2 separate regions of the Macaca mulatta genome follow, and region 2 is linked to region 1. Evidence: chromatin contacts called from public Hi-C data. All regions are on one chromosome and are shown on one strand. Each heading gives the region's core, a stretch centred on a gene start, on an enhancer-like site or on the middle of the called end of the contact. The rest is flanking DNA. Distances are from core to core; before and after follow the strand shown. Region 1 holds the start of KLF2 (KLF transcription factor 2). Region 2 overlaps EPS15L1 (epidermal growth factor receptor pathway substrate 15 like 1).

Evidence for each region. Hi-C and Micro-C count contacts between places; a contact is called where the count stands out from the background.
Region 2: a Hi-C map of blood shows a contact between it and region 1, with 5 times the contacts expected there. The contact joins the enhancer-like site here to the promoter of KLF2 in region 1. A contact is called at or near these places in 4 of 14 Hi-C or Micro-C datasets (CD4 T cells, blood, cortical neurons and 1 more).

The regions. Positions count from the first base shown.
Region 1 is chr19:16,806,607-16,809,516 of T2T-MMU8v2.0, reverse strand. It overlaps KLF2 (KLF transcription factor 2), which reads right to left and starts at 1,396. Exons shown (of 3, transcript XM_028838941.2): 1 at 1,223-1,396; 2 at 173-989. The coding sequence starts at 1,297.
Region 2 is chr19:16,855,457-16,858,366 of T2T-MMU8v2.0, reverse strand. The region is part of intron 21 of EPS15L1 (epidermal growth factor receptor pathway substrate 15 like 1); the gene reads left to right. Among named protein-coding and RNA genes, the nearest start is that of KLF2, 49 kb to the right of the region's middle. Within about 2 kb of position 1,421, at least 9 of the 40 cell types and tissues checked have an H3K27ac peak or open chromatin away from gene starts, as enhancers often do. A contact at or near this core is called in CD4 T cells and blood, where this site is marked.

The DNA.
Region 1 (2,910 bases), core at 147-2,646:
CCAACCTCCCGAGCCACGCCTCCCGTGGAGTCTTAAGCTTGCGCCCCCAGCCAGATCCCCCTGAGCCACGCCCCAAGGGAGGTCCTAAATTCATTTTCTGGCGCGCGCTGGGAATCAGACCCCTCCTCGCGCGTCCCCCAGCTGGCGCTGCCTGCCCGTGCGTGCCGCCCACCTGTGTGCGTGCGCAGATGCGCCTTCAAATGCGAACTCTTGGTGTAGGTCTTGCCGCAGCCTGCGTAGCTGCAGGTGTGAGTGGCGGTGCGTTTGCGGGGCCAGGAGCGACGGCCGCGCTTTGGCTTGGCCTCCAGCAGCTCCAGTGGGGACGCAGGTGGCGTGAGGAGACCGCGGGCGGCGGGGGGCGCCAGGCCCAGGGCTGCCACGGCGGCGGCCGCGTCGTCAAAGAGACCGAAGGCTGGGGGCGCAGGCGGCGCGTAATGCAGGCCGGGCCCAGGCGCGCCGAAGCTAGGGCCACCGAAGGGCGGCGGGAAGGAGGCGCGCGGGCCAGGCGCGGGCAGGCGCGCGGGGCCGTCGGGGCTGAGCGGCGGGGTGTCGGGCGGCGGCGGGGGGCGACCCCCGGGACCTCGCATGCACGAAGCCGCCGGTCCCGGGGCGCCCTCGCGCTTGAGGCCGCGCGGTCCACGGGTCAGCCCGGGAGCGCAGCCGTAGCCGCCGCCGTCCGCTTCAGGGGGCTCGGCCTTGACCAGGCGGCCGGGCGGCGCCAGCAGAAAGCGGCCGTGCAGTGCGGGCCCCGGCGGCGCGTCCAGCTCGGGTCGCAGCAGCTCAGACACCAGGCCACCCGCGGGGGCACTGTAGGGCGGGGGCGCGCCGGGTTCGGGGTAGTAGAACGCAGGCGGCGGCGGCGGCGGCGGCGGCGGCTCCGGGGCGGCCTCGGCGCCCAGGCCGTCCAGCCCCATGGACAGGATGAAGTCCAGCACGCTGTTGAGGTCGTCGTCGGTGCCGCCGGGCTCGGGCTCGGCGCGCGGCCAGCGCTGCGGGCGACAGGGCAATGGGCGTGAGCGGGCGGCGGGACTCGGGGGGCGCTGCCTGCCGCCCCCGCTGCCCGCCTTCTACCACCCTGAGTCCGCGATCCCCGTGGCCCGCATTCTCCTCTCCTGAGTCTGCAGTCACCGCCTTCGCGTCCTGTCACCCCGCAGCCCACGTTCTACTACCCCGAGCCCGCCGCCCACGGTCCCGGCCGCCCCGCCGTCCCCGCCGCCCTCACCTCCTGCAGGCCGCGCTCGCGGCACGGGCTGGCGAAAGTGGAGAAGGACGGCAGGATGGGTTCACTCAGCGCCATGGCTGGGACCCGGGGAGGAAGGACGCGGACGGGGGACACCGGTGAGTGGCTGCCCGAGGCCGGGCTGGTCGGGGCGCGGGCGGGCGGGGACGGCTCTGTGGGCCGCGGCCGGGCCCGCCCCAAGCCTTATAGGCGCGGCGCGCGCGGGGGCCGGGCCAAAGCGGCGGCGGCGGAAACGCGTCCCGGATGGGGACGAGCTCCGGGCGCAGCCTAAATTTAGCCGCGGTATATAAGCCGGCGGGCGGCGGCGGCCGTGGCCACTGCGGCGGCCCGGGCCCTGCGCTGACAGCCCGGCCCCTCGCGCGCAGCCAGGGCCGCGCCTCCCCCTGCCCGGGCCCCGCCCCCGCCGGTCTCCCCGGCGACGTTGTCAACACGCGCTCCACAACAGCGGCGTGACGCCCAGGGATCCCCCGGGCGCCCCGGGCTCCCGCCTGCGCGAGCATCCCGGGGACCTGGAGCGGGGGCGGTGTCGGGGCCTCTCGGAAACTCAGGGGAGCACCGGGCTTGGCGGCCTCCCCGGATCCCTTGACGGAAGGGGAGATTGGCTCTAGCTTCAGAGGTCCGCAGAACCCTGGGTGGATGGGAAGCCTGGAGTCTCCAGGATTCATGGATGGGTGAGGCTGGGCCCCTCGTCTGTTGTGGGACCACCCAGAGGGCGCCACCGTGTGCACATCACCCTGTTAAAAACAAAAAACAACAAAAAAAAAAACCACCTTGTGTAGACCAGGTGCAGTGGCTCACACTGTAATCCCACCACTTTGGGAGGCTGAGACAGGAGGATCACTCGAGACCAGGAGTTCAAGACCAGCCTGGGTAACACAGTGGCCCCCATCTCTTAAAAAAAAAAATTAGGCCGGGCGCGGTGGCTCAAGCCTGTAATCCCAGCACTTTGGGAGGCCGAGACGGGCGGATCACTAGGTCAGGAGATCGAGACCATCCTGGCGAACACGGTGAAACCCCGTCTCTACTAAAAAATACAAAAAACTAGCCGGGCGAGGCGGCGGGCGCCTGTAGTCCCAGCTACTCGGGAGGCTGAGGCAGGAGAATGGCGTAAACCCGGGGGGCGGAGCTTGCAGTGAGCTGAGATCCGGCCACTGTACTCCAGCCTGGGCGACAGAGCCAGACTCCGTCTCAAAAAAAAAAAAAAAAAAAAAAAAAAAAAATTAGCTGGGTGTAGTGGGAGGCTGAGATGGGAGGATTGCTTGAGCCCAGGAGGTCGAGGCTGCAGTGAGCTATGATCACACCACTGCACTCCAGCCTGGGTGATAGAGGAGACTCAAGAAAACAAACAAAACAAAACTGTTGTGTGGCAACATCAAGACACGTTAAATCTTTGACATTTGAGACACCCACCCCCTCCTCCCCAACCTCAAGCCCGTCAAGTGCAGGGAAACTGAGGCAGAGGTGGCTGGGAGAAGTTGGAGGTCCAGCAGGCACAGGCAGGCTGGGTTCCTTTACCAACTTGCATAAGCGAATTAAGTAACTCAGAATGACCGGTGATGACGGTCATTCCCCCAGTACAACTCCAGCATCGGGGGTGTCAGAGGACAATGCTGCCCAATGGGTCCCTTCACTGCTCCACCTCTGTCCCCCACACCATATCCCTGCTGGCC
Region 2 (2,910 bases), core at 172-2,671, 49 kb before region 1:
AACAAGCTTTTCTGTCATCTCTCCGCCTGGCAAATCGAACATGTCTGATGTCCCATGCTCTCATCCAGGGTTTGTCCGTCCCAGGGCACCCAGAGGTTTCTAGAGCCCTGCTAGGCCTCTGTACCAGGAAATGGCTGACGTGTGAGGCCAGGACAGGAGAACTGAGGCCGCTTCCTTCTGTCCTCTGGGCGGCCAGTCCTGCTAGAATCCAGCGGACTGCTTGATCAGGCTGGTTTCTGGACGTTGGAGGAAAGGGAGGCCCCAGGTGGGTCACTTAACCTCCCTGAGCCCCAGTTTTCCTGCCCGACCATGGGATCCACTCAGGCCTAGCAGGTGGGTGTGTGGGTGAAGCACCTTGCATGGTGATGTGCCGTGTGTGGTCTGTAGCCCCCATCGCCACCCTGGGGCACAGGGACTGGGACACAAGCTTCTGCCATGGGCACCTTTTCCAGGAGAGACAGGCTGGGCAACTGAGGTGGCTGCACACATTCCGGGAGTCATTAATGGGGCCCTTTTCTCCCTGTGAGGTCACAGTTTAGTGGAAATCTTTTCCGTTAAAAAAAGTCAGCGTGCAGGGAGTTGAACGTCAAAGAGGGCTCCAGGGTCCTCTGTGGGTCATTGCTCATACAGGACCAAATGTGAGTTTGGGTCTGAGTCACGTGTGGCTTTTGGTGCTGTCTCTTGTGTTCTAGAGGCTGCAGTTTTCAAATTCCGTGGGAACTGCTTTTTAAATTTTGTTGAAAGCTCAGTTGTGGTGAAATTGACATTTGGTGTGGCCGACATGTGGTGTGGGTGCACAGGCAGACAGATGTTGACCCGGACAGTCACAGGTGGACCCCTCCACCTGGGAACCTGCAGAGGTTCCTCAAGGGAGAGTTCCGGTCACAGCATACACCTGAGTAGCCCACAGTTGGCCATCTGCTCTCAAGGCCACATACTCAGTTCTGTCTTGATCTAAGCCAGAAAGCATACTCTGGGGGACCACCAAGGGCCATCCCTTGCAGCATGCATGGAGCTTTGGTGTGGGCACTTAAGTTCTCCTTGTCTGGAGGTCTTTTCTAGAAAGGTATATCAAGGTATTAAATAACCAGCAGCTGTCTGTTTTGGGCAGAAGAAACTGGTTTCTTTCAGGCAGATGCAGCACAGACCCGGCAGGCCGCCGAAACCTGTCAGTTAGAGTTAGGTTAAAGTTAGCCATGGCACACACCTCCCCCAGGTAAACAATGGTGTATTTTCTGCAACGGACCGGAGATCAAGATCAGTCAGAGCTCACCGCTGAAGAGTTTCTAGGTAAAAGTTGTTGATTTGCAAAGAGAGAAACAGATTTTTTTTTTTAAGTGCAGGAAACGGCTGTGTGGGTGTCAGTGATTGGGCCTCAGCCCCGCTGCGATAGTGGGATCCTGCGACCGGCCCCACCCTTGCCACTTCCTGCCAGCGCAGCCCTGCGTTGCGGTTCCTGCCTGTAGCGCCCGGTGACACCAGCCAGTGCACTTCCACCGCTAACCAGCCAGTCACCTTTAACCTCTCCCAAATTTAATGATCATTTTATTACTGCTAATGACCTTTTCACCTCCTAAACAAAGCCACATAGGTGATAGTGATGAGCATGATGTCTTTTCACCCCCTCCCCACAATTGCACTAACGAACAGCTTTTACCTAAGTGACATGAGATCCAGTTTAACCAGCGGCTCTCCTGTTTGATTCGAACAGCTGTCTCACCAAAAGAAGACAAAAGTCATTCTTCCCCTTGCAAAACAAGCCCCTCCCGTACCTGTGTGTGGCGTCCACCCAGGGTGGCCGTGGGTTCTTGACCTCCCTGTGGGGAGTGCCACACAGGATGCAGCCACCGAGGAAGCCCTGAGGTCCTAAGTGCTGCCAGCTCTCCCGCGCCTCTGAAACGCCAGGCCAACATCGAAACCAGGGCTCAGTGACCTCTCCCCGTCATGTGCCCATGTGGGTCCCAAAACCTTTTGTTGATTGCACAAGATCCACTTTAAAAATGGCATTTCCATTTGAACCCTGCGGTTAGCACCTCAGCCTTGAACTTAACTACTTTAATTCCGTTCCCACGATGATCTCAGAGAGATAATCCGGTGGGTACATGTGAAGTTCTACAATGGGACAAGTGGTTCCACCATCTCAAGGGGCCTGGAAAATTCTGGCACTTGCCCGCCAGCCAGGGTGGGGAGGGGGTCCCAAGGAGCCTAAAACGACCAACCAGGCGGAGTCCCTCTTTCCTGCCCACGCCCCCATCCCCCAGCACTGCTGTGGTCAAGGAAGCTTCGGAGCTTCCCTCTGAGCCCTCTGGAAAGTCTGTCCTAGGGCTGGGTGAGACCCGCTGTCAGTGCCAAGGAACGGTCCCATTCTGAGAGGGAGGAATGTCAGCCTTGTATGTTTGAACTGACTGCAGGCAGATTGCCGTTTGGAGCACTTTCTGTTCTGTAAAGACCACTGAGTTTGAAAATAGAAGCATTTGCCTACCTGGGCACACTGTACCCAGAGGCGGATCCAGGGAGTGTTGTGTGACTTGATTATCATCTGGCGTTCAGTGGGGTGCAAATGCTGGGGCCTGGGGGGCTGTGGGATGGGGTGCAAGCCTAGAGGGGTTGGGCTCCCACCCCAGCATCTGAGTATAAGTGTGAACAGATGGGAGCCGTCGCCCTGGGGACATCGGGTATACCTGCCTTCAGGACACCTCAACCCCTTGCTTGGCGGAGGCTCCACCTGAGGGAGGTGAGGGCCGGGGCAGATGCCTCAGAAGGGGGCTCCGGTTGCAGCTCTGGGCACCGCCTCCCTGCTTTTCTGGCGGGGTGAATATGGCCCCTCATCTTTCATTTCTCCCATTCAAAGCCCCAAGTCAGCACCCCTTGCCTGCCACTGCTAACTGCAAAATAGCACATGCACTCGGG